Linked DNA regions of Mus musculus: region 1 is linked to region 2. The links are chromatin contacts, called in public HiChIP or PLAC-seq maps. All regions are on one chromosome and are shown on one strand. The core of a region is the stretch at or near the end of the contact, and the rest is flanking DNA. Distances in the headings are between cores, read along the strand shown. Region 1 has its middle 56 kb from the start of Dusp10. Region 2 has its middle 29 kb from the start of Hhipl2.

Evidence for each region. HiChIP or PLAC-seq counts read pairs in DNA pulled down with a chosen protein or histone mark.
Region 1: an H3K27ac HiChIP or PLAC-seq map of VIP interneurons shows a contact between it and region 2, with 6 times the contacts expected there. The contact joins two enhancer-like sites. A contact is called at or near these places in 2 of 15 datasets of contacts at CTCF or cohesin (large pre-B cells and pro-B cells), 1 of 484 Hi-C or Micro-C datasets (bone marrow-derived macrophages) and 2 of 115 datasets of contacts at active chromatin or transcription factors (VIP interneurons and fibro-adipogenic progenitors).

What each region holds. Positions count from the first base shown.
Region 1 is chr1:184,089,144-184,092,398 of GRCm38.p6, forward strand. No RefSeq gene overlaps it. Among named protein-coding and RNA genes, the nearest start is that of Dusp10, 56 kb to the left of the region's middle. Within about 2 kb of position 1,633, at least 10 of the 459 cell types and tissues checked have an H3K27ac peak or open chromatin away from gene starts, as enhancers often do. A contact at or near this core is called in VIP interneurons, where this site is marked.
Region 2 is chr1:183,446,063-183,449,330 of GRCm38.p6, forward strand. No RefSeq gene overlaps it. Among named protein-coding and RNA genes, the nearest start is that of Hhipl2, 29 kb to the left of the region's middle. Within about 2 kb of position 1,954, at least 1 of the 459 cell types and tissues checked has an H3K27ac peak or open chromatin away from gene starts, as enhancers often do. A contact at or near this core is called in VIP interneurons, where this site is marked.

The sequences.
Region 1 (3,255 bases), core at 383-2,882, 640 kb after region 2:
CCCCAAGTACCCAGAAAATGAGTGACTTCCTTTCCTTTTTCAGTGGGAGCCATTTTGCACCAATAATCCACTCCTGACACGAATGGCTCCTATCACTGAACAGAGGTCTGGCAAAACCAAGGGAAGTAGCATGCCTAGGAGCTTGGGTCCTCAGGGGGACCAGGTATATGGCTCTGGGAACACACTGAGCCATGTCCCCATCTCAAGCATCAGTCACTGACCTGTGATAAGTGGAGGACCACCCTCTAGAACAACATTAACCATAAAGGCAACTGAATCTTATAAGCTGGTCAGGGGAGAGGGAGGACCTGGTACTTTATTTTTTAAAGTACAATCTAAATATGGACAGTATCTGGCCACAATCCTCATCCAAGGATACAAAGGGCACATATGGAGGATAGGATCCAGAGGTGAAGTTACAGACAACTGAGGCCCTTCCATAATGGACACCATTTCTCCCTTTATCCTGGGAGTGCTAAGCTTCTCCATCCATCAGGATGAAATCAAAATAGCCTCATACTGGCCCAGCTGCACACCATCACCTCTCCTCAGCTTCACACTGGCTAATCTTAATAACACTGAAGTCTGCTCCCAGGAACCCAGCAATGCCTCCTGCCGGGCACGCTTTAAACTTTGGATGCTTCTATAGATCACAGGAGAACATTGTTAAAGGGCAGGCTCTAAGCAGTAGACCTGAGACCATGCCACATTTCTGCCACATTCTCAGGTAGTGTTTGAATTGTTCACAGTTTGAGTAGTGGGGCTCAGAGAACATACTCACAAAGAGGTATGTGTCGTAGAGACAAGTCAGAGGAACTCCTGATGTCTCCCTGGCACGTAGGCTCTGGCTATGTACCTAATTTTACCTACCACCTCCTAATTTCTAGAAAGGAAAAAAAAAGACACTAGGAGAATCTAAAATACATAGCTGACACTTCTCAGTCCCCAGCCCCTCTGGCAATACAAGGAGACAGCTTAAGGATGACATGGATTGTCACATCCAGAGCAATGCGATCTGCTTAATTGGGAGTATTTTGTCATAGGACAGAAAATGCTTCCTAATCACCTAAAGTTCCCATAATTGTGCGGACTCAAAGGCTGCTCTGACCATCACACATTCCAGTCCTCCTCCTAGCCCACTCCATTCTCTTCTTGTTTTCCTTTAAGCTGTTCTTGCTCAAATATAAGAGATGCAGACACCCAGTATTCCCACCATGGCCTTAGTGAAAACCGGATCATCCTTTTGATGATTCCGTAGTTGTCAGATCTGCGGCTCGGCTAATCTAGGTCCATGAATACCAGGATGCTTTCCTAGGACTGATCGACTCTCACTCCTAAATCCCACCTGGCATTCAAGCCTGTGTTGGGCTAAAAGGCCAGGGCGCTCTTGGCTCTGGTTCTGCAGGTTGACGTGAAATCCCCTTGTTCTTTCTCTCAGGGTGCCAGCCGAGGGTGACAACGCAGATGGGGCTGCTAACCATCAAGTCTCCTATATTTAACAGGGCCCTAATTACCCACAGGTCTCTGAGTGAGGAGGGCTGATGAGCAGTTCAAGCTCCCTGCATAGAAATAGCCTCAGAATAGTTGTGGTGTTGTTTCTAATTGCAATGGGTGAGCAGACTGGCTCATTAATCCTCCTCTAGCAGGCGTGCAAAACGGCTGCCCCAGAATAGCCCTGAGCTCAGCCAGCCCACAGCCAGCATTGGGGCTGGTGCTTTTGTACATATTTGGAGAAGGAAAGATGTCCCCAGGGATGAGAAATGTGTTGGTGGGGCGAGTGGGGAGCAGTCTATGGATGCTGGACTCTTAGGTAAACACAAAAACACTGTGGAAAAGTGCAGGGAAGCACCTGACATCTAGACAGGAGTGATTCCCATAAGTTATGGCAGGACAGAAACATGTCCCTCAAATGTCCCCAGCCTGCTCAGGTTTCTCTTCCTTTTCTGTGTGAATATTTCACTTTTTTTCATTGCTTGGATTGAGGATCTAATATCAGTCCTTCACACCACAGCGAGAGCACATCTGTTACAGGTTTCCATAAGAGTGGAGCTCTGCAAGTGACAGAGATCCTTTTCTGTCAGACCCCTCAGTGACTTTGTGAGTGAGCAAGGGTAGCTGCAATTCCCCTTCTATGAGGTAAATGTGGTACAGCAGGTGACAGGCTGTGTGCTTGGTTAACAATATCAGATCTTAGATAAGAGACAAGATCTTTTCTTGGGTTAAGAGAAGTACAACACCTTAGCTATGGTCTGGCTGATGCAGTTGAGGGAAAAGACTTTGGGCTGTCAAACTCTGTCTTCAGTCAGGCTGCTTAGATATCTCAGAGACCCAAGGAGGTCATGATGAGATGAAGTGACTCACAGCAAGTATGAAAGAGGAAAACCCTTTGACAGAGTTCTCAAACTACCTTCTACCTTCCTTTGGGAAGGAGTCTTTCATAGATCATAAGGTGACAGATGGACTAGGTTTTCCTTCACTTCCTCCTCCTCCTCCCCCTCCTACTCCCCCTCTCCATGCTTTCCTTCACCACATGTTCATGAAGATGACCTAGGAACATGCCAGGCTCTATGGGAGATTTACAATGATATAGAAGTAAAATTTCCCAGAATTCCTAGCTCTAGCAGCTATTCAACTGTTTTGTCTATCCTACTGCTTCTATACTAGAGATACAGTGAAGAAAGTTAAACCCGTTGTGACAAGCTGACAATAGTCACTGCACAAGACATATCCCCATATCCCACTGCTGGAAAGTAGGCACTATCATACCTTTTGGGGGGTGATACACTGAGGCTCTCTCAAGTCCATTTCCTCACTGTTGGTGCCATGTGGATAGGAATAGGACACAGAATGGGAAGCTGGGTCTAACTCACCCAAAGCCCTGGCTCCTGGATCACACGCAGTGTTGAACTTTGTCTTCTGTAAAACACCTTCTCTTCCCTTGCTGCTAGGACAGCTGGATGAATAGGTGAGTGAAGGCAGAAGTGAGGAGCTGAGGACAGCAATAGCTATGCCTACGAAAATGCCTATCATTTACCATCCAGTTCTTCTAATCTCCATGCTTACTACCCCATGGTCCATCAGTTGTGGAGGGTGTTGATAGCCCAAGGTAGCAGAAGTACTTGCCCAGAAGGCTTGAAGCATGGGTCATGTCACTGTAGTACTATCTGGAAATTGGCCTTGTCTAGGTCCCAGCATAGGAGCAGATGTTCTGTTGTGCTCCATCAGGATGTTCTTTTGGGCTAGCTCTAGGTTCTG
Region 2 (3,268 bases), core at 704-3,203:
CAGACCAGTCACAGGCTATGAATGTGACATGATGGAGAAGTACAAAGCTTAAACCCTGGATCACACTCCAGATGGTCCCCGTTGAGCAGGACATACATGGCTATTGATTGCCCACATTTCAGAAATGGGCAGATAGTGCTCAGGAATGCTGATGTGGAGCCCGGGGATACAGAGAGGCGCCAACTGGGGAAAGGTAAAGGACGGAGAGACTGTTAACTGCCTAGTTATGTACATATGCGGCAGTCGATGAGATATGGTTTGAGTGAGAATGTCCTCCATGGGCTTAGAAACTCGAACACCTGCTCTCCAGTTGGGGGAACTGTTTGGGAAGGTTTAGGAGGTGTGGCCTGTTGGAGGAAGTAGGTCACTGGGGGGCGGGCGTTGAGAGTAAAAATGCTTTGCCTACTTCCTGTTTGCTCTTTGTGCCTGCAGTTTGAGGAGGTGAGCTCTTAGCTTCCTGCTCCTGGCACCAAGCCTGCTGCTTGCCACTATGTTCCCTGCCAGGATGGATTCTTATCCCTCATGGTCCCCAATAAATGTTTCTTTTCTACATATGTCTATTCCTACAAAGGCCTAACATAATCCCAACCGTCTCACAGAGATAACTTCTCATCATCCAAATGCTTGTTATGTGCCAGGAAGCTTTCTGGGTGTGAGGAGTTAGTTAGATCACAGCAGAGTCCAGAGCACATCTCTCATGCTCAGTGGTCTTAACAGGCTCTGGGAGGGCCCCATGACAGTGACTGAATCTGATGTCATCCATTTCAGGTTAGCTATACTACTCTCTGTCACTTCTGGCCTCGCCTGGGTGGCGAGTGCTGCCCCTGGACATTCTTGGGTATGGGTTTTTTTTTTTTTTTTTTTTTTTTTTTTTTTTTGGGTTGTTGAGACAGGGTTTCTCTGTGTAGCCCTGGCTGTCCTGGAACTCACTCTGTAGACCAGGCTGGCCTCGAACTCAGAAATCTGCCTGCCTCTGCCTCCCAAGTGCTGGGATTAAAGGCGTGCGCGGTATTTTTTAACCAATCAGCTTTGGTTTTTATCTCTGCCCAGTAGAAAGCTGCAGTTCCCAGGGTTGGTGTGAGGTCATAGCCCTGCATAAGCCTCTCAGTGTCTGACTCCGAGCAGGTGGCTCTCTTTTAAAAAAGCATCAAACAGTTTTAAAATTATTTATGTATTTACTTTTAAAAAATTATTTATTTATTATATGTAAGTAAACTGTAGCTGTCATCAGACACTCCAGAAGAGGGCATCAGGTCTCCTTATGGATGGTTGTGAGCCACCATGTGGTTGCTGGGATTTGAACTCAGGACCTTCAGGAGAGCAGTCAGTGTTCTTAACTGCCGAGCCATCTCACCAGCCCTATGTATTTACTTATCTATTTATTTATGTCTATATGTGGCATGTGTGACATAGCACACATGTGTAGGTCAAACCCACCAGAGTCTTTTCGTCCCTTCCAGCCTGTGGGTCCTGGGGAATGAACTATAATGGCCAGACTTGGAAGCATATGCCTGTACCCTCTGAGCCGCCTAGCTAGCCCCCAGCAGATGCCTTTTCATTCCAAGGCAATAACCAGCTGCCTTACTGGAGCCAGGTGGCTGGAGTCGGGCATTATGGAGGGTGGAAGAACACAGCTGGAGGATCAAGGAACAGTTGTAAGGATGTGGGAGCCCAGAGAGGTTAACTCTCTCTCTCTCTCATAGTTCCTGGTCTCCAACACATCCACCCCTCTGGGTTGACATTTTTGCATTTTATATTTGACTTAGCAGCAGGATTAAGTGTGCCATCAGGTGCAGGACACAGGGGTGGAGGTGAGTCGGCTGACATTCTCATCTGCATGCAGGGATAAACTGTCCTTGAAGCTAATCCACAAACTAAAGCACAGAGCTATTAGGCAGAACTCTAGGCAAGGGCTTTATTGGACAAAGCGTCTACCGTGGCTCTTCATGCCCGATAGTTTTGGAAGGACGGCTATGCATATTAATCCCTTCCCTTGGCAGACTGAAAACCCCTTGCAAGCAGATTCAGCTTGTTTTGCAACTTGCCAGGATCTGATGAATTGAAGCCATGATAATAAGATTCATTTTGGAGGGTTATGCTTCAGCCCCGGGGAGCCCAGGACCTCCTCTGACCGCTGTTTCTGTTCTGGCTCAAATGTCCTTGTTCTCTGTTTCTTTCTTTGGTCATAGGCAATGGGAATCTTCAGTTTGCTTCTATTACAGGAACATGTAAAGTTAGCCAAAATGGCTGAAGAGTTCTACTCAGCCACACATGGCACAAGAACCCTTACTTAGCATTAATTTGGAGGAGGTGCATAAACTCAGACAAACCCCAATAAGCTGCCAAACAGGTTCCCTCTGTAATTTTATTTTTGGCTTAGTTCTTTCCAGAAGAGCAAGTGCTGGGGATGTCAACAGACAGATGAGCCATTAGGGTTTGGGCAGGAATGTCCCCCACAGGTTCACATGTTTAAGCATTAGCTTGCCAGATGGTGGCGCTGTTTTGGGAGGTTGTGAATCTTTTGGGAGGTGGAGCCTGGCTGTGGGAGGCAGATTTCTGGGAGATGGACTTGGGCTTAGCCCAGGGTCCCATTTCCGTGCTCATTTCAATTCTCTGATCTGACCAAGAACAAGCAGCCTCATGCCCCACCAGCAATGGCATTGATTTCGGCAAGCCTTCTCCACTGTGATGGACTTTAACCTTGAACCATGATCCAGAAGAAACTCTTTTTCTCCTGGGTTGCTTCTTTTAGGTACCTGTTCTCAGTGATGGAACAGGGAGGGTGGCTGGGGGTGGGGTGCTAACGTTGGGGCCTACGTTAGAAAGAAAGGAGAGCTGGTATAAGCGGGGCCTTTTGTCTTGGAGCAGGGATAGGATTTGGGTTTAACTCTTGGTGATGGTTCTCCTAAAGGGAAGCAAAGCCCATTTGGGAAACCAGCACTGAACTGTTAACGTTCTCCTTCATAGTAGGCTTCATTTTGTGACAGTTATCACCCACTACCCTGAAGTGATATTCCATGGTGAGAAGTCTGTGCTTGCGCGGTGGCCTGGAGAGCCTGAAGGTGGGTACTTCTTGGAACATCACATTTGATATGACAGCAAGTTAAAAGTTCTGAGTTCTCCTGGGTGTAAAAATGCAGACATTTAATCTCAGCACTCAAGGTCTCCGTGAGTTCCAGGCTAGGGGAAGCTATCTGACTGTCCTACCTCCAACTCTGGAGAGTGCTAGGATCACAGGACACTTGCTAACATGCCAGGCTTCAGTTAG